2 separate regions of the Gossypium hirsutum genome follow, and region 2 is linked to region 1. A link is a contact called in public Hi-C data. All regions are on one chromosome and are shown on one strand. Each heading gives the region's core, a stretch centred on a gene start, on an enhancer-like site or on the middle of the called end of the contact. The rest is flanking DNA. Distances are from core to core; before and after follow the strand shown. Region 1 holds the start of LOC107962595 (auxin-responsive protein IAA29). Region 2 holds the start of LOC107962601.

The links. A called contact is a pair of places that touch in the nucleus more often than the background predicts.
Region 2: a contact with region 1 is called in a Hi-C map of leaf, with 2.9 times the contacts expected there. The contact joins the promoter of LOC107962601 here to the promoter of LOC107962595 in region 1. A contact is called at or near these places in 4 of 34 Hi-C or Micro-C datasets (hypocotyl, leaf and seedling).

What each region holds. Positions count from the first base shown.
Region 1 is chrA06:10,138,300-10,142,723 of Gossypium_hirsutum_v2.1, forward strand. It overlaps LOC107962595 (auxin-responsive protein IAA29), which reads left to right and starts at 2,214. Exons shown (of 4, transcript XM_016899043.2): 1 at 2,214-2,561; 2 at 2,652-2,893; 3 at 2,977-3,058; 4 at 3,155-3,379. The coding sequence starts at 2,734. The coding sequence ends at 3,263.
Region 2 is chrA06:10,308,949-10,313,316 of Gossypium_hirsutum_v2.1, forward strand. It overlaps LOC107962601, which reads left to right and starts at 2,617. Exons shown (of 5, transcript XM_016899049.2): 1 at 2,617-2,985; 2 at 3,084-3,217; 3 at 3,329-3,443; 4 at 3,532-3,646; 5 at 3,831-4,368. The coding sequence starts at 3,117.

The sequences.
Region 1 (4,424 bases), core at 964-3,463:
TCCACTCCATTTATAAAGGCACATAAGTATCTACTGTTGGAACATTTTCAAATATTTATAATGCTTTATTAAATAGTTATAAGTGATTCAAAAGTTATATCACTTGATTATTAACCAAGAGTTGTCACTATTCACAGAGATGAGTTAGGCTCTTGTTACCAAAAGTTATGCCACTTGATTATTAATAAAGAATTCTGATTATTTAAGTAGACATCTATTGAATAATTATGTATATTATTAAAAGATATGACTATCCATTAAGATATTTATTCACCTATGAAGAGACACAAGAACTCCTATAAATAAGAGAGAAATTTCATATTAGAAAAAACTAAGAGATAAACCAAAAACTTAGAAATAAAAGTATTTTTCTATTCTCCTCCATATTCCAATATTCCTAGATTGTTCTTGTTGAGGGTTGATTTACTATTTCGGAAGCAGCCTTCAAAGTTTCGTCCTTAGGGATGCTGATCTGGCCCTTCAACAATGAAAGGTATTATCTCCTGAGGGGAGGGTTTTGTGTCCCTTTTGCGGAGAGCCATGTATGGTTCACGGAGGGAGGTGCCTCGATCGTATGTGGATGTACAACCACTCACCAAGAGGCGACATAAGTGTCTCACACTTGGTGGGATTCAAACCCCTAACCTATTGAATATAGGTCACTTGTGGTATATGGTACCACTTTGCCTAGCTTTTTATTGTTGACGACGAAATTGACTCCTCTAGGAGAAGTCTTCAAAGTGTCATCCTTTAGGATATTGACTCGACCGTTAACAATAGAAGGTATTGCCCCTCGGGGAAGGGTTTTTCCCCCTCCACGAAAGGAGGCACCTCGACCATATGTAAACGTATGACCATTCACGAAGAGGCAATGTGAGTGTCCACCCTTGGTGGGATTCGTACCCCTAACCTATTCAATTAGGTCACCTGTTAGGGTATATGGTACCACTTGAGCTGAAGTGCCCCCTCTATGAACTGTACACGACTCTCCATAGAGGGGGCAAAACCTTCCTTTGAGGGACAATACCTTCTGTTGTTGAGAGATCGGATCTACGTCCCCCGAAAGGGCCGGTCCTCCCTAAACAATTTTATAAAGAATTATTGTAGAAATTTTTTTATAAAAATTGATTCTCTTGCTATGCTTTGTTCAATGCTCAGTGGGTTGTTTCCGTCATCACAAAACATCGATAGTAATTGAACTTTATTGTATCATTGAGGTTAATTTGACAACTCTTTTGCACACCAAAAGATAGGTGGGGCAAATAGAAATGACATAGTTACACACCTTGAAGCCTTCGATTAATTTATCATAAGTTTATTTTTATTCCCATGCATCAACACCTATTGGTGCATTATAAGTAGATCTTTGGTTGGAGTTGAATGTGAGAATTTATTCCATTAAAATTGTGAGTGAACTTATCACTACAAAACTTTTCTTTTTTTCTTAAGTGCAACTCTAGATTTTAGGTTAAAACAATTCGTAGTGTAATATGAATTGTTTCATTCAAGTAAAGACATTATACTGCAAAGATAGTACTTCTTGATTGTTTTGCATATAGCTAAGATCTAAAAATGTCACATCAACATTCTATTATTGAGTTAATCGATGAGTGACAAAAAAAATTCAATTTCAATAATGTTGGTGATGAAAATAAAAACTTTTATAATTGAGAGATACAAACAGTAAAAGTCAATTTAACCTTTTTTTTTTGTAAATTTATTATATAAAATTTTCCACCATTTAAGAGTGTACTATACTCTAATATAAAAGAATGCCTCTGTAGATCTTATATATGAAATTCTATCCAGAATGTTTAAAATATGTATACATTGCAAATTAAAAGGACTAAAGATGTTGAACCCAAGTTTTTTTTAATTAATTTACTTTCATACTAAAGTGATTAATTTGTTGTGTATGAAAATTCCAATTTTCCTAACTTAATAGACATCTGAATCATAAATAGATTCCCTGCAAAATCTTTGGTCCCCTTCTCCACCGTCAAAAACAATCCCAGTTTTGATGGGCGTAAAATCTTAGGGATTAGCGTTGTAGTTAGAAAAGACGCAGAAAACAATGGAAAGAATCAAAGGAAAGCAGCAGAAGGGAACAAATGGTCGGCTAAAAGTGAAGCAAAGCTTGGACCCACTTCACCAAATGTTTACCTTCTGTCTGCTAAATGTTCCCCCATCAATATCTGCTACCATTTCATCTTCTGTTAATTAATATCCCAACTTTGATACCAAGTAACCCAGATTTCCTTCTTTCTTTTGTTGTCTTCGCTTTGATTCTCTCACGCCGTAGCATATACATATATATATATAATAGCAATTGCACTTTCCTTGTTTTTAAGATTTCTATTCTATTGTACTTAAAGGGCTATCTTTGTTTTTAGTTGTGTTAATGTGCATGGAACTCCAACTGGGACTCGCTCCTCCAGGTTCCGACACTTGGAGCCGGCCTCTGCTAAAACTGGGTTTATATGAAGACATTAATGTTAACAGCAAAAACGTGGCTTTGATCATGGATATCTCGAAGACGAGTTTTCCGCTGCCAGTTTCAAGTGATTCCCTTTGCAAATACTTGTGTATTGTTGTTTGGGAATTTTTCGTTCATTTATGGGGTTTAAAATCTTTTTTTTTCTTTTTTACAGGAACTATGAAAAGGGTCTAGTGGGGTGGCCGCCTGTGAAAACCTGGAGGAGGAAGAAGCTACGCTGCCAAGTTCACAACCACATGACAGCGGCGGAGAATGGGTGCTGCGGGGGTAGGGCTTCAAATTCCACGTACGTGAAGGTAAAGATGGAAGGAGTTGTAATTGCCAGGAAAATTGACATCAGCATCCATCAATCCTTTGAAACGCTTACAACCACACTCATGACAATGTTTGATATCTGTAAGAACCCAAAATGGAAAAATCTTGCTTAATTTCATGAATTGAACTGTTAGTTTCCCACTTTCCCTTCATTTTTGGATCAGTTGATGAGAACCGGAGGAGCTTTAAACTGACTTATCAGGACAAAGAAGGTGACTGGTTGATTGCTGAAGATGTTCCCTGGAGGTAATTGTTTTTTTCCTTTTCCCGGCCTTTCATCTCTGAGATACTTTCCTCCTGTTTGATTAGATAGAAAATGATGGGAAAAAATTGTTGTTTCAGGACCTTCGTTCGTTCATTAAAATGCCTGAAATTAATTAGAAGCAGAGGGTACCAATTGGGTTCCACGTCAAATTATAAAAAATCATCCGCCATGTTTCTGCTTCCTTAATTTTGGATCCTAAAAGAATCCTCGAGGCCTTTTGAACGACCGTATGTATATATAGTAATTTACTTTGTTACAGTTAATGTACAGTAATAGTCAAATAAAATGATGTCTATTTTATTTTTTTCTTTGCATTTTTATTTCTCAAATGAAAAAAAAAACAAAAACCCTAAAGCTGGTAATGGGGTTAATGCCATTCAGCATCAATTTACTTGAATAAATACTTTAAATAAATAACTAAAAATATATTGAGAGAGCAAAGATCAAACCCCAAAAAGATAAGAAAACTAGTAAATTTTCTATCAATATATATGTTTACATAAACCTTTTCTTTCACCATGTTGTCAGAACGAGATAACTTAACTTTTATTCTATTATTTTAGTTCTTGGTTCTGCATTTATGTCAAAGAAATTACTACTACATTTCGTTATTTTATTTTATTTTTTTAATTATCATCCATTTTAATTATAAATTCAAGATAAAAGATTGTAAAAAATAGGGATGTCATGCCATCTTATATCCCTTTTTAATTATTTAATGATATTTTAACAATGTTTTTCATGTCATTGATGTATATTTTTAGCAATTTTTTAATCCGAACCTTAAATCTTGAACCCGAATCTTGAAGCTTGAATCCTAAACCCAAACCCTAAATCCTAAACTCAAAATCTTAAACCTTAAACTTGAACCTGAACCTTAAATTTTAAACCTTGAACCCTAAATCAAAAGGCCAAGTTTAGGATTCATAGTTTAGTGTTTAGGGGTTCGAGGTTTAGGATTCATGATTCAAGGTTTGGGTTCGAGTTTTGGGTTTAGGGTTTGAGTTTAAGGTTTTGAGTTCGGGTTAAAAAAATTACCAAAATTATGTATCAATGACATGTTGAAATGTCATTAAATGATTGGAAAGGGATACATGATGATGTGGTGTCCCTACTTCGTACAATCCATTCTCTATCTGGGAAAGGATTGTATGAAATAGTGTCGCCACATCATCTCTATCTCTTTTCCAATAGTTTAATGTCATATCAAGATTTTCGTCCTGAAAAAAATCAAATCTAAATAAAAATCTTGAAATTTAGGATGAAATTATTGATATCCCTATTAAACTATTGGAAAGGGATAATATCCATAATAGTTTAATGCCACATCAACATTTTCATCATGAA
Region 2 (4,368 bases), core at 1,367-3,866, 170 kb after region 1:
AAATAGTCAAGATTATGATATAAAAATGTAAATAGTAATTATTATTTTATAAAAGGATTGAATTATGAATATGGAATATAAGTTCCCAATGAAGGGAAGTTGAGAATGAAATTGAAAAGAATGAAAACTTGTTTCCTTGGTACAACCATCTTTTCGGAGGCAAGTCAAATCAACTTTGGGATTTTTGGTACCTACTCAAACTCACTCACATTTGCTTTTTATTTTTGTCAATCTTGTATTTATTAATTATTAGTAGTGTTTAATTTAGTTGGTGGATGGGATTGAATGGAGATGATTTTTATTAATAAAAATATTAATGATATTTTTATTTATTTTTAAACCAAATTGAATGGTAGCTGTGGACAAATTGAATGATATTAATATCAACCTTTCATAACTCATTTTCAACTATATTTTATTCTTCTAGGAACATTATCAACTCTTAGGTTAAGTAAAATCAACTACTTTTATTTTTGTTCCCACTTTGCTGGAATTTTTATTCTATTTCTTGAAATACGTGTTTCTGTTTTCACTATTAATTTTCAATTCTATCAATTCTATGTTAATCATTATTGTTAAATTGAAATGATGACATGATAATTCTTAATTAAATAATAATATATTTAGTCATTAAGAGTTGCATATTTCGTCTATTTGATTCTCAATTACATATTTTTTTAAAGATATAAATGGGAAATTTATTTTAATTATTAGTAACTTTTAGGGAGGAAAGGCAAAAAAAAAATGCAATAATATCTTTTGGGTTTAAGATTTTATCAATTGTAATTTCTTTTGGAGAGTAATAAGATTTTTGTCAACAGCCCTCGTGATTTCATTCACGTTATGATGTGAATATTTAATGAAATATTTTTATTAGATTTAATAATGGTTTATTTCAAATCCATTTTGAAAGTAAATATGAAATATTCACGTTATTTATTTTTTTTAACAATATTATTTTAAAAATTTGAACTCATATTTTCTCTTTAGGAGTATAATCAGTTTTATTGTTAGCCTAAAACTTGTTAATATAAATTAATTGTAAATTAAAATAAAAAGAAAATTAGATTTGATTGTAATAAATTTGGTTATGGTATTCTGGACACTAGGGAGGGGTTTGGGTTGATGGAGAGAGTATTGATAATTGATAAAGAGGAAGCAAAAACAAAGGGTTTTTTGTCCTAAAGTACAGAAAAGGGGGAAGTAGTGTATCACTTTTGCACAGCAATTCCAAATAGTGGAAAGTAGACATAACTGCTATTTAGTGGGTTACCAAAATGTCAGTGACATATGATAAAAAGCATTGTAATGTTAGGCCCTTCTCACTAATAAATAAATAAATGGTGAATTTTACCTCCCCCCATTTCACTGCCCTCATTAACCCTCTCTTCTACTTCAAACCATTTGTTAGGCTTTGATTCAATGTTTACTTATATTGGACCCAACAATGCCTGTCCATCCATCTCATCTACCCCCTTATCCCCTCATTAACTCTTACATAAATATTCATCTTCAAACCTTAAAATCTCGACAGATAATCTCAATTACAATTAAATATTTGGTGGATCCAATAGTCAATGACATCTAAAGTTGAAAGCCAATACTATCAGCATTTTTATGAGAATTTAATTAATGCAAATGAAAACAAAACCATGTAGCAATTCAAAGTAATAGAAAATGACATATATATATATACATAAGTTAATATTTTCTTCATCATTTAAATATATGATTATAAATCAACACAAACCATGATGTAAAAATAATTAATATATCTTATCTATTTATTGAAAGCATTTGATGTGACATTTGATGTACTTTAATATTGAAATATTTTATTTTTATTTGATGTGTAATTACATTTAGTTTATCTTGCTCGGAGTGAAATTAAATATTAATAGAATTTATTATGGAATTAATACTCTTGTTGATGTGTGGGATCAATAAGGAGAGATGGAAGAGGATGTGGTGGTGCTATCGTAGGCTAGTTTGCTCTGTCAAGGCAAAGAGTCGGAGAGTAGAAAAGTGAAGATGGTGGAAGTGAATGTTGGGAATAAATTGACAAAGTGTAGGCAAGTGTGATGGAGAGTTGATCTCTTCATCATCATCATCTTGGGGGTTAGTTATCAGCGAGGTCCTGTGTTGGGTAACATTAACATGATGGATTCGCAATCAGATCATTATTATAAGAAACATGGAGCTAGAGCTAATGTCTTCAATGTGACGAGAATATTTGTGATGAAACGTGCTATGTCAGTCCTTTTTGTTTAATGTACGGAGCAGTTAAACTCACATGAATTTAGTGACTAAAAAGATCATGCTCTTAATAGAAGTCCAAATGTGGAGGAGAAGGTGGTGGCTACATTTTGAGGTAGGTAATTAGCCTCCTTAAATAACTACTTTCTGCCTACTTGGATGACTAAATCGGGAAGTAAGACTTCTAGTGATCTCCCAATCTATAGCGGGTGGAGTATGTATATCAGGTAGCTTTCTGTTATGCCTGTATTGTCATTGGTGGTGGTATAACAACTCTCTTGTTAATACAAGCAGAGCAGAGATTAAGGAGTTAATGTGCCAATACTAATAGCATAGGCAGGCGAGGGGGGTTGAAGATGGGGGCAAAGGCAGGCAATTGCCAGGGAGATTTTAATGGTGACTTGAATACTTTTGTTGTTTTGTCTGATTTGGATTCCCAACCCCCAAAACCCATATTATTATCAATAAAAATGACCAAAAAACTGACTGTGAAGTGAAAACAATGGTTAAGTGTTAAATTATTGGGGGGCATAAACAAAGGCATGAGCCGTTTCTTTCACTCCTGTTGGATGTTGTACTGCTCCCTACCCAAAAGAAAGAGAAAAAAAGAAAGGAAAAGCCCCATCCAGCTCTGATCTCTCTCTTGGTTTGCAGACTGGGAATTCAAGAAAAAAGAAGAAACACCAAAAGATATCATAAACAAATTGACTAATCTCCATCAAACCCCATGTAATAACACTACCGTCTCACTCCTTTTATTTACCTACTTTCCTCTCGGTTAGCCTCAAATATCTCTTCCCTTTCCTTCTTTCCTCCTCTGTCTCTAGATTTTGTCTTCCATTGAAGAAGAAAGATCAAAGATGCCGAGACCAGGCCCTAGACCTTACGAGTGTGTAAGAAGAGCTTGGCATAGCGAAAGACACCAACCCATGAGAGGTTCCATCATTCAGCAGATTTTAAGGTTCTGGGTCTTCTTTGTTTTCCTTAATTTTGTTACATTTTAAGCAGCATTATTTCTACCTTTTGGGGGGAGGGGGGTTTAATTCCTTGCCCACCATGTGTTTGATTTTAGGCTAGCTATTGAAACTCATAGCACAGCTACTAAAAAGAATAAGGAATGGCAAGTTAAAATTATTACTGTCATCGTCAAAGCCGAGGAGATTATGTATTCCAAAGCCAATTCTGAGGTTCTTTTCTTCTTTCAAAATTGTGGATCTTTTTATTTTGTATCTACTTCTTTGGACTCAATTTTTCCCCCTCGTATTGGGTTTTTAGGCTGAATACACCAACCCGGAAACCTTATGGGACCGTGCTAATGATGCCATCAACACGATTATCCGTCGAGATGAGAGCACTGAAACAGGAGAGCTTTTGCCACCTTGTGTTGAAGGTACTGTAGATTTCTTTTCATGTTCTTCTGTGGTAAATTCTTGGTTTCGAGTTTATTGTTATGTTTGTGGTTTTTTCTCGTTTTTCTTTAATCTACATTAGCTACAACTTAATGAAGCTTTCAATTTGAAAGTTATTTCAAGAACAATTTGGACTGATAGATTGTAGCACATGTGTTGTTTTAGCGGCCCTTAACCTGGGGTGCTATCCAGTGAGAGCTTCAAGGAGCCAACGACACAGTAATCCTAGGACTTACCTTACGCCAAGAGCACCCGAAACTGTTCCTGCAACTCCTAGGATTTTGGATAACGGCAGTGAGGATAGGTATCCTCAGTTATCCCAGGTTCAGTCTGGTAGTCAGCTTGCAAGAATAGCAACCAATGTGAATTCGAACACTTCGGTTTCACAAGCTAACCGTCATAATTATCCATTTCTACCTCAAAATTGCCCATCTGGCCATGACCAATTGATGAGGATGGAAACTAACACTCCATCGAACTCTGGTCAAGTTTACCCCCTTTATTATGGAATTCACTATCAAAATGCAGAGTCCCAAACAGGTTCTCCAGTGCAGGAAAATCTAGTGTCTGATACGATAATAGTTGGGAGACCTATTGGTACATCCGTTTTAGAGCCAGCAGAAATGGGTTCCTTGCAGAATTTCTTTTCCTCTTCCAATGTTGATATTGGTGGTAAGCAAATTGGGCAGCAAGATATCAGACA